Regions from separate parts of the Mus musculus genome. Here region 2 is linked to region 1. Evidence: chromatin contacts called from public HiChIP or PLAC-seq data. All regions are on one chromosome and are shown on one strand. The core of a region is the stretch at or near the end of the contact, and the rest is flanking DNA. Distances in the headings are between cores, read along the strand shown. Region 1 overlaps Arhgef17 (Rho guanine nucleotide exchange factor (GEF) 17). Region 2 overlaps Pde2a (phosphodiesterase 2A, cGMP-stimulated).

Region 1 (5,511 bases), core at 502-3,001:
CCCTGTGCTAGGAACTTGAAGATAAGGTCTTAGACTGGGAGATGGCTGGGCATATGGTTAAAAATACTGGCCATTCAAGCCCAATGACTTAAGGTCCATTACCAGAACTCACATAAAAGCCAGATGGGACAGCATCCATCTGTAATCCCAGCACTCTTATGTTGAGACAGGAGGCAGAGACAAGAGTGATCACTGGAAGCTCACAGGCCAACTAGCTGGAGCTACCTCAAAAAAAAAAAAGGACTGTGAGAACTATCTCCAAAAACAGTCCTCTGTCACATGCATGTTGTGTCATGTGCACCACCTGCACACCAGAAGGAAAGGAAAGGAGGAAAGGAGGAGGGAGGGAGGAAGGGAGGGAGGGAGGGAGGGAGGGAGGGAGGGAGGGAGGGAGGGAGGGAGGGAGGATGTTTATGTCCACACCCAGGGTTTCATTAGGAAGACAAGACCTGAAAGAAATGACCCAAGACCAGGCCGCTGGGGTGTAGCCAGCTAGTCCAATGCTTGCCTCATAAGCATGACGCTTGGGGTTTGAACCTCAGGACTGCATAGACCTGGCATGGGAGCACATGCCTGTAGTCTCGGCGCTGGGGAGGCAGGAGGATGAGAATTCAAGGTCATTTTTGATAACCAGGGAAGCCCCATATCAAAAAGAGCAAAGACAACTCCTAAGGGAGACACAGGTCTGGAAAGCAGGTGTCATCAGGCTTCATGGGAAGGGTCTGCAGACCTGCCCAGCTGTCTTTGTCAAAAGATCTCTGGAGGGGCTGGAGAGATGGCTCAGTGGTTAAGAGAACTGACTGCTCTTCTCAAGGTCCTGAGTTCAAACCCAAGCAACCACATGGTGGTGCACAACCATCCGTAATGACTCCCTCTTCTGGAGAGTCTGAAGACAGCTATAGTATACTTACATATAATAAATAAATAAATCTTTAAAAAAAAAAGATCTCTGGACCCCAGAGCTGCCCACACTGGACCACGGGGAGCCTGGAGGATCTTTCTCCATGACAAATACTGTTTGCGTGGGTCTTAGATTCATCATTGCTTTGTAAGCGCTGGCTCCTTAACCACCAACCTACATACACCAGAGCTCTGTTTCTTGTAACTCTCCCATTTTATAAACCAGGAAAGCTTCGAGAGGCCGAGGCCGTCCTGCTGGTAAGGTAGGACCCAGCTGGCTGCCTTCAAGCCTGCAAGCTTCCTGCACTTCCGAGACACACTGGCTGCCTGAGTCACCTTTCTCTGGTCTCTTCTTTCCGAGTCAATGATATAAAGAGGTTCCCTTGAGTCAGGAACATTCTGGAAGATGAATACAATGCTGCCACGGGCCATGCCAGGATCAAGGACTACCAACCCAGATGTGCTGTCTGGCTCTCCTGCCCCACCCATACCCATGAAAGTGGAGTTGGTACTACACAGTCGCAGCCTATAGGCCATCTACTTCCCAATGGCTGCTGCCACCTCTGATGCTCCGTCATCAAGGAGACAAAAGTTACAAAAGGATTCCGTGGTATGGAGCCCAAGATGGCTGGCTATGGAGCTGTGTATTTCAGGTTCAAATCCTCGCTACGCTACTTAGTATGTGGATTGGGGAAGACACTTCATTTCCTGGGGCCCCCGCTTCCTACCACCCTTTCCATTGCCCATCCACTCCCCTTGGTTCCCTAGATCACTTCCTGCCATCAGTAGACCCTCCTTTCTGGAAGGAGAGGCCTCTTAAGGTTTCTCAGTTCCCAGGCCTCACAGGCAGCTGGAAGGGAAATGTCCAAGCCACAGAGATCTCTGGGGACTGGCTGCCCCGGGTGGGGCTGTCACTGGAGGATGAGCTCTGGGGCTTGGAGGGAAAGCTCTGGGGCCTAAGGAGCTAAAGCGCCTTCCTGCTTCAGAGGCAGAGTCCTGTGTGCAACTGGAGACGGGGTTAGGAGCAACATGAAGCACGGCCCATCTGTGTGGCCCCTTAGTTATCTGTAGCCACAACTGCACAGCAATCCATGTTGTAACGAACCATGGGGTTCTAGGCAGAGGTTAAAAACTGAAGGGTCTTTCAATAATGATCAAAACCAGCTACGTTCAAAATAATCCCAAACAGAAACCAGCAACACACCACTAGCCCTCGCTTACAAAGCATTTGCCGTGGGTTCCACATGGACTGCGTCCTTTCCATGACTGCCTCCTGTCCTCACAGTCACCCCGGGGTGATGTGTCGGGTGATATCTGTCAAAGCTCGTGTCCACAACATTGTCCATCTGGTAGGCTCTTCCTCCAACATGGTGCAAACACTCTTCTCACACAGCATGAGGTCCAGGGCCCCTCTTCTCCAGACTGGATGGACCTTTGTTACTCTCTTGGACACAGATCACTAGCAGAAGTGAAGTCACAGGACACCTAAAACTTGCTCTTCTGGCTTGTCCCAGTGATGACGGGGATTGAACCCAGGGTCATGCAAGCACTCCACCATTGTGGTGTTCTTTTGTTTGTTTTTATTTAATTTATTTAAAAAGTTTTAGATTTCGTGTGTGTGTGTGTGTCTGCATGTATGTTTGTGCACCGCATGCATACTTGGTGCTCTCGGTTACCAGAAGAAGGTGCCGGATCCCCTGAAACTAGAGTTGTGGATGGTTGTGGACTACTATGTGGGTGCTGGGACCCATATCCAAGTCCTCTGCAAGAGCAACAAGTGCTAAACTGCCGGGCCAGACCTCTAGTCCCTGCTTATTTATTTATTTATTTATTTAGATTTTTCGAGACAGGGTTTCTCTGTATAGCCCTGGCTGTCCTGGAACTCACTTTGTAGACCAGGCTGGCCTTGAACTTAGAAATCTGCCTGCCTCTGCCTCCCGAGTGCTGGGATTAAAGGTGTGCTCCACCACGCCCGGCACTCATTTATTTTTGAGAGATGGTCTCACTATGTAGCCCTGGCTAGGCTGTAATTTACAAAAATCCTCTGACTCTGTTTACCAAGTGCTAGGACTAAAAGCACGAGTCACCACACCTGGCTTCCTCTAGAGATTTCTAACTTTGATAAGGGGTCTCACTAAGCTGCCCAGTTTACCCTTGAACTAGCTGTGGCAGGTCCTGAACTTTTCCTACTCAGCCTCCCAGTACCTGGGACTACCTTGCTCCATGAAGCCTGGCAGCCTGCATAGCCATAAAGCCCGGCCTACATGTTGGGAGGGAGCCCGGGCCACATGCCATGTATAGATGTTCCAACTAACGGCTTAGACGAGGCCCGAGCCAAACATCAATATTAACTGCTAAGTCTGAGAGGAACGAGTCTAGCCCAGGCACCACCTGACTACCATGAAACTCACAGTGAAAAGGAGACAGAGGCCCAGTGAGGCAGACAAGGATGCCAGGGCCCTGCAGACAGGAAGAGGCAGTGCTTGGACCTAGAGCTCTTGCTCTACTGGCAGAGAAATGAAGCCAGGCTGATTTCTGCATGAACCCACATTTCATCTGTTGGCCCAGAGGGGTCAAGTTGGGACCCCAGCAGGGGCAGTAGTAAAAAAATAAAACAGAGATCTATTGGCTGTGAAAGAAGCAAGAGGTAGCCCTCGCTCTCCTGGCTGGATTCCAGGCTGTCTTCTGATGGCTAAACCCGGCTGGCCCATCTCTCAGCCTAGAAGAAAATCCCTGACCACAACACTCCTGGCCCATCCCAGACCTGGGGTAGAGCATACACTGCGAGGTCCTCGATGGGGACCTGAGGTACAATTTCTCTCCACAGCCCTATGTAGGCCTCACACTGTCCCTGAGTGCCCTGTGATAACTCCCCAGTCCAGTCTTCAACACACTACAGATCTATACTTTGCCAAGACAGTAACAGAATCCAGGAGCACCTCTCTGACCTCCCAGGAGCACCGTGGTCTAGGAAAGACACCGGTTCCTACAGGATGTGTACTGAGAACTTCAGTGGGGTGACCTAGGCTAAGATCTAACCCCAAGCAAATGGCGTATCAGCAGCTGAAAGACTTCACTAAGTTGCAGGGCACATAAATAAGAAGTCAGGCCAAACCTGGGGCACCCTGAATTAGGAAGTGGGGCTGACAGCTGTATTCGTTTCCCTGGATGGCTAAGACATAGATGGAAACAGAAGGGAGGTCTCAATGTCTGCCTGCCCCAGGACTACAAGAATAATCCAAACAGGAATGAGTATAAACTAGACATACACTGGGTACATAACATGTACCTATTGGCTGGCCTTCCTGCTCTGTGACTTAGTTTCCCCTTCTGTAAACAGATGAAGGAGGTGGGAAAGTTCAAGAGGGTTCTAAATTCCCCACTAGGTTCCCAGAGGGTGACTGAGGTCATACTGGGAGAAAGGCATGGCTGATGAAGCCCAAGTGAGGAAGCTGGGGCTCTAGGACTGCACTTCCACCAAGCACTGCTAGGTGGCAGCAGAGGCCTGCAGGACTGGGATTGTAGGGCATGTGGTTTGAATTTAACTGCATGATTTTTTTTTTTTTAATGTGGGGTTTTTTTCTTTTCGTTTTTTTCTGTCACTCCACCCCTTTCAGTTTCAAGAGGATACAGCTGAATCTTCTAGGTTTCAAAAGAAAAGTTCCTTATCCCAGATAACAGAAGTAGGAGATGGGGGCTGGAGGGTAAGTCGGACCTCAGCAGACGTGAAAAGCATCGGATGAGCCAGTCCACTCTGAACTCAACCTCTCTGCCCACTTCTCCCCCGTAGCCACCATTTTACAGGTCAGGAGCCAGGCATAACTGAGTGTGAGACCTTGGAGGAGAATGCTAACAAATCTGTATTCTAAGTTTGTATTTTAGGGGCTCCTAGGATATCCCTGCCAGTCCTGCACACAGGACTGTGCCCTGCCTTGGCTTGGAACCCCAGGATGTGTTGACTTCCAGGAGACTTTCCCTAACAGCTCTAAAAATTCAAATATCCAAACCATGTTCAGAATGCTACCCAGGCCGGCCGGGGCCCCACATGGTCTGAACTTCAACTCCTACCTTCATGTAGCTGTAAATACCTTTCCTCAGTGTCTATTTCCCTACCTGGAACATGCCAGATCTACAGCTCAGTGGCTGTTCTACAAAGAATGGCTCCCTACCATCTCCACCCATCTTGGTAGTACGGAGGGAGGCTGGGGTGAAGGGTCGTGGGAACGGAAGTTTCTAGGGTTTGATTCCAGCCCCTCCAATTCCCTCCTTTCTTCAGACCAGGCACATGGGGGCGGGGGGCTCCATTTGTACACTGTTGATAGAGATGGGGTGTCTTGCCTGTAGGGCGGAAGATGATTCATTGGGCCTTGGGCCAGGCACCCTGGGAAAGGCCAAGCCGGCCCCAGGCCAGTGCCCCAGGGAATAAAGGACAGGGCCTGACTGGGCTGTGTATAAATCCTAGGGACTCTCAAAGCCCGCAGCCAAAAGACGCCATCTTCCCCACTTAGACAATGCCAGAAACCCTTCTGCTCAGGCCACCAAAGGCCCCGGGAAATGAGGTGGCCGAGTTCCGCCTGCTGCTGTGCCCTCCCAGCCCTCAGCACGGGGTCC
Region 2 (5,031 bases), core at 415-2,914, 580 kb after region 1:
CTCAGATAAGGAGGTTTGGGTAATCTCTGGCCCACCACAGATGGGCCATTGTTTTTCTTTGAGCCTCAGTTTCTTCATCCCTCAAATGGGGAGACAGCTACTGCAGCCTGTGGCTTCAGAAATTTCTCTTGCATGGAAGGCTTCCTGCATTGCAGTGGCTGCCATTCCCATTTCCCTAAGCACACCCATGGCAGATGTCACCAAAGTCAGACGCTCTCTGGGTCCCTCTTGGCAATCCTCCTGCCTTGAGACAGGAATAGAACTCCATGGACACCAAGACTTGGGGCCTTGTCCTTGAAGCTCCATTCTAGAGAGTGTGGGTCAAGAAAAAAATGTGGGGGGGGATTTTCTGGGTATGGAATCTTCCCTCTGTGGTCTTTAGCCTTAGGCTTGGAAGCACATAGAAGCCTGTGACAGTGCTGATGTGGGGGTCTCTGGTCTGCTACATGAGAAAGTAGCTGTTGCCATGAGAACCTAGAAGGGTTTGACATCATACTGGGTGTCTTCAAGGATATGGGGCTCTATGTAAAGGCAGCACTGATGCCTGAGGGTTGCAAGCAGGCAAACTTAGGGATTGTGTTGTCTGGAATCAACTGCTTCCAGGGTCCACAGTGGATAGATATCAACCATGACCAAGATGCAGTACACCCTGACAGGTGGGAGAGACCAAAGCAAGGTCTGGGCAGGGCAGGGAAGGCAATGCCTGCGATTCTCCCTCCCACTGGGAAAACAGCACGTGTGTGTGTGTGTGTGTGTGTGTGTGTGTGTGTGTGTGTCTGTAGCCAAGGAGACTTGGCAGTGGCATTTGGAGCTGACACCTGGACAAACCCCAGGCTTCACGCAGACACCAGCTCAGGACTGTCCTCGGCAGGCTTTCTGTCAGGTAGCATCTGGCTCATTCTTGACCACCCTTGGGGAAGGTGAGCCAGTACCCCCACCCCTTCACCTAGTGGCCTCAGCCTTTGCAGTGTGGTTGTGCTGGGAAGAGGTCCCTAATATCCCATTAGATGATGCCAGTTTCCTGTAAAATCCTTTGGGACCACTGGCCATTCAGGGACCACAGAGTTTAATTCTCCATTCTGGGGTGTCTGAGGATGTGAAGTTAGTGACAGAGAAGCTTTAGGCTGGGCCTCCCTGAGCTACCCAGTTTTAGCCACATGCTAGGTTTGGCTTTCTAACTCTTACCTTGAAAGGAGCATATCATTTGGATAAATCTCATCTTGTTCGTATTTGGGACACAGAGGAATTGAGGATGGCTTAACCAGATTACAAAAGTGAGGACTTTGCATACCCCCTATTTGGGCTAACAACTGCCTATGAATATAACTCTGGTCTTGCAGCAGTTTAGTCTTTACCAGCATTCTATGCATTCTGTGGGGTCCTCCGGCAGCCTCAGCTCAACATCGTCTTCATAGGAATGGGGCCCACAAAGACCCACAGGGAAGACGTCAGGAAGGACTTCCAAGGGTTGGGGAGAGGGCACAGCTGAGTGGGTGGTGAGTCACCATTCTGCCTTGGCCTTGCTCCCCTGTTCCGTTACCTTTCTCTTTGATCCCCTGTGGCTCTGGCCAAGTTAATAGAGCAAGAAGAAGAGACCTTTGTTGTCTCAGTTCCGGCTCTCCAAGGACGAGCTCTATTCCCGGGAGGGGAAGGCTAGGAGGCAGTCAAGGCTGACTTTGCCTTCCCAGCCTGCAGTGGCCTGAGTCTGTGGTGCCTACCTTTTGTGCTCAGCTGACCCCAACCCCCATGCTTCCTTTTGTGCTCAACTGATCCCAACCCCCATGCTTGCTGCTTTCCACCCTAACTCGGCTGAAATTGGGGTATGGCCACAGTTCCCCCAATGTAGAGATGCCAGAGTTGTTGCTGTCCTAAGGACAGGAAACCTGTGTTGACTCTTGACTGACTTTATAACTCTCTGTGAGCCCTTCACTATGCCTCTGGCCCATTTCCAAGCCTCAGTCTCCCCATATGCAAGGTGAGGGGACTTGGGCAGTCTTTGGCCTTAATATTGCTGGAGTCTGCTGCTCTAAGCTCAAGTGTCTAAGCCTCACCCCACAGTCCCCGGGCCCAGGGCAGAAAGAACCACTTATACTCTTTCTTTTCTTCCAGGATGCTTTGCTGAGCCTAGGCGCCGTTATCGACATTGCTGGCCTGCGACAGGCTGCCAGGGATGCCCTCTCAGCCGTGCTCCCCAAAGTGGTAAGCTGTCTTCCCTTCCTGCTCCCCCGTGCTCTCAGACTTTGTCCAGCTCTGAGCTCACCGTGACAGACATATGTATAGCAGGAGAGAATGAGGATAGACATCAAGAACTCCTGGATGTCAGACCTTGGAGGCCCTAGAGGACTCACTCTACATGTGTGAATCTAGTATTGGATTAAAGGAGGAGGCTGGGGGCTGGAAAGATGGCTCAGCAGTTAAGAGCACTGACTGTTCTCCCTTAAGTTGTGAGTTCAATTTCCAGCAACCACATGGTGGCTTACAGCCATCTATGTAATTCAATGCCTTCTTCTGTCTGGCATGCAGGTGTACATGCAGACAGAGCACTCCTACATATAATAAATCTTTAAAAAAAAAAAAACAAGTACAGGGCTGGAGAGTTAGCAGTCTTTAAATCTCTCTCTTGTCCCATCACAACACTATGAATGTGATGATAGGTCAAGGGGCAAGCAGGGTCACCTGAACCCTGAGTGCCTTGTTCGGGGTGTTATATTCCTCCCTTGCCCTTGGCACTTCTAGCTCCAGTCGCCATTGCTCATTCTTTAAGCAGGAGGCTGATGAGCCAGCTCGTAGGAGTCAGAGCAGCAGAGCCACAGCTGTGCCAGACGGAGGGATGCAGGGAACTTTGAAAAACAGGTTTTGTATCAATATAAGAAGCATGGAAGACTTCCTGGAGGAGGAAATGTCTAAACTAAGTCCCCTTGAACATCCTCTCCCTGCTCCACACACCAGCCGAGGCAGCTTTGGCTTCAGGAAGCATGACCAACTCAGGATGCAGTCTTCCCACCCCACTAGAGCCTATTGTCCCTGGCTCCGAGTGATGGATGACCCTCCAGAGGCCCAGAGAGGGAGGGTATTTCACCAAGGACACACAGCATGACAGGGACAAATGGGGCTTGGCATGTATGCACCCCTATTCCCTGTCCTCAGCCCTGACTTCCCCAAACCTCCTAGAAGTTCAGCGCCCAGGAGGAGGGCTAATGACTGAGCTTTATTGAGCGTGAAATTGGTAGGAAGTGGGTGGTGTGTTGGCGCCCAAAAATAAATCCTTTGGGAGAGGGTTATGACTGAGACAACATCTGCCCTGGGGTGGAGGAACATCTGGATGGTGAGGGTGAGGGAAGCTGGCAGGTCAGAGACTGTGGACCTGCCCTGCAACTGCAAGTCTTGAGGCGTGTGTGTGTGTGTGTGTGTGTGTGTGTGTGTGTGTGTGTGTGTGTTTTGTGTGTTGAAGGGAGGGGGTGAGTGACTGGCTTGGTGCCCAGCTAACTACAGCCTGAAGCCCAGGGCTGAGATGACAGCTGAGGTCCAAGAGGCAGTGAGACGCTACTCAAGAGACCATTGATGGGCTGGGGAGCCCAGGTCTTGGGGAGCCTCCTCTTGACTGTGGGGAGGACTGGGCCCTGGGAGGTGGGGCTTGGAGGAGGAGGAGGGCTGCAGCACCTGGCTTCCTCATCAGCACCCATTGTGGCAGGCAGCCCCAGTGCAGATGGTGCTGATGTGTACGAAACGAAAAGCAACCCTCCTACCCAGTAAACTCGGCTAAATTTAACCAGGATGGCTGAGTGTGAGGGTGGAAGGCGCGGACATGCGGAAGTGAAGGGTGGCTCCTGCCCCCGCCACCCTAAGACTGCCCACCTTTCTGTGTGGGGAGGACAGACTCTTAGACACTGAGTGCCCTGCTAGGCTCTGAACCTGTCTGAACCAAAAAAACCCAACTCGAACCAAAACAAAGAAAAAAAAAAACCCAAAAAAGCCAAAACCCAAACCCCCCAGAGCTCCTGATCGGTAAACGAGGAGGGGGTAGCTCTCTCGAAGTGGCTTTGTTCCTAGATTTTGGCTCAGAGGCTGGGCATAGTGGCTCTAGATTATGATCCCAAAGCAGACTGTCACAAATCCTCAGCCAGTTTTAGCCACACAGTGAGTCCGAGGCCAACCTGAGCAACATGAGAAAGCTTGTCTCAAAAAACGAAAATAAAAAAACCTGAAACAAAACCCAATTCAAGCTTAGCCCCCTTTCACGGGGGCCAAAGGGGCTCTGGGCCCTCCCAGAGGCTGTTTCTATCTTCCTTGGTCTGTAGTCCCTATCTCACGTCAGGACAACTGAACCCAGTTCAGTGTCACGGGAGGTCATGGCAGGAAATCCCCTGTGTAATATCCAAAGGCCACTAAAGCAGTTGGCAGGGTTGTGGCTTCTCGGTCTGCTGAGGATCCCACACTTCCTGGGAAAGAGCCTTCAGCAGCTCCCCCTGAAGCCCTCCCTGCCACCCTCAGCAGAGAGGGTTCCCAAGCCTCCTGGGAGAGGAGAGTGTGGCCATCCAACAGTCATGGGGATTGGCCAAGACCTCTAAGAGTCCCCATGTTGGGAAGTAGATCTTTGTGAGACAGCAGCGTCTGCCAGGACAAGGCTTGCAATTGAGACTGATCTAGGGAGGGAAGATTGCTGAAGCAAAAATCTGACAAGCTTCCAGCCAGTGCTTCCGACTCACCGTGGGCAATGGTTGATGTAAAATGTGAACTTACCCTGCGTCTGCTCCCAGCTGTTTCTAAGGCCCTCCAGCCTCACCCACAGTCCTGTACCCCCTCACCCCACTGTCAGTTCGGAAATGCTCCTTGCTCTCTGTGCCACTTGGCCTACCTCCACTGGTCAGTTCTGAGCCTCACCCACACACCAAGTGCGGCCAGTCATAGCTAAAAGACTACTTCTTCTGGGAAGCCCTCCAGAGCCCCACAGAATACAGGCAGACAGCCCTGGCTATAGTTTCTTGGCTTGGATCACCGGGGTATTGGAAGGAGGGTGCATCCTAAGCCAGT

Evidence for each region. HiChIP or PLAC-seq counts read pairs in DNA pulled down with a chosen protein or histone mark.
Region 2: an H3K27ac HiChIP or PLAC-seq map of large pre-B cells shows a contact between it and region 1, with 7 times the contacts expected there. The contact joins two enhancer-like sites. A contact is called at or near these places in 2 of 39 promoter capture datasets (the C10 cell line and embryonic stem cells), 2 of 115 datasets of contacts at active chromatin or transcription factors (double positive thymocytes and large pre-B cells) and 1 of 9 other capture datasets (embryonic stem cells).

The regions. Positions count from the first base shown.
Region 1 is chr7:100,903,025-100,908,535 of GRCm38.p6, forward strand. The region is part of intron 1 of Arhgef17 (Rho guanine nucleotide exchange factor (GEF) 17); the gene reads right to left. Among named protein-coding and RNA genes, the nearest start is that of Mir3102, 23 kb to the left of the region's middle. Within about 2 kb of position 1,752, at least 13 of the 459 cell types and tissues checked have an H3K27ac peak or open chromatin away from gene starts, as enhancers often do.
Region 2 is chr7:101,479,262-101,484,292 of GRCm38.p6, forward strand. Pde2a (phosphodiesterase 2A, cGMP-stimulated) reads left to right here. Exons shown (of 30, transcript NM_001143849.2): 2 at 2,110-2,199. Among named protein-coding and RNA genes, the nearest start is that of Mir139, 6.4 kb to the left of the region's middle. Within about 2 kb of position 1,665, at least 10 of the 459 cell types and tissues checked have an H3K27ac peak or open chromatin away from gene starts, as enhancers often do.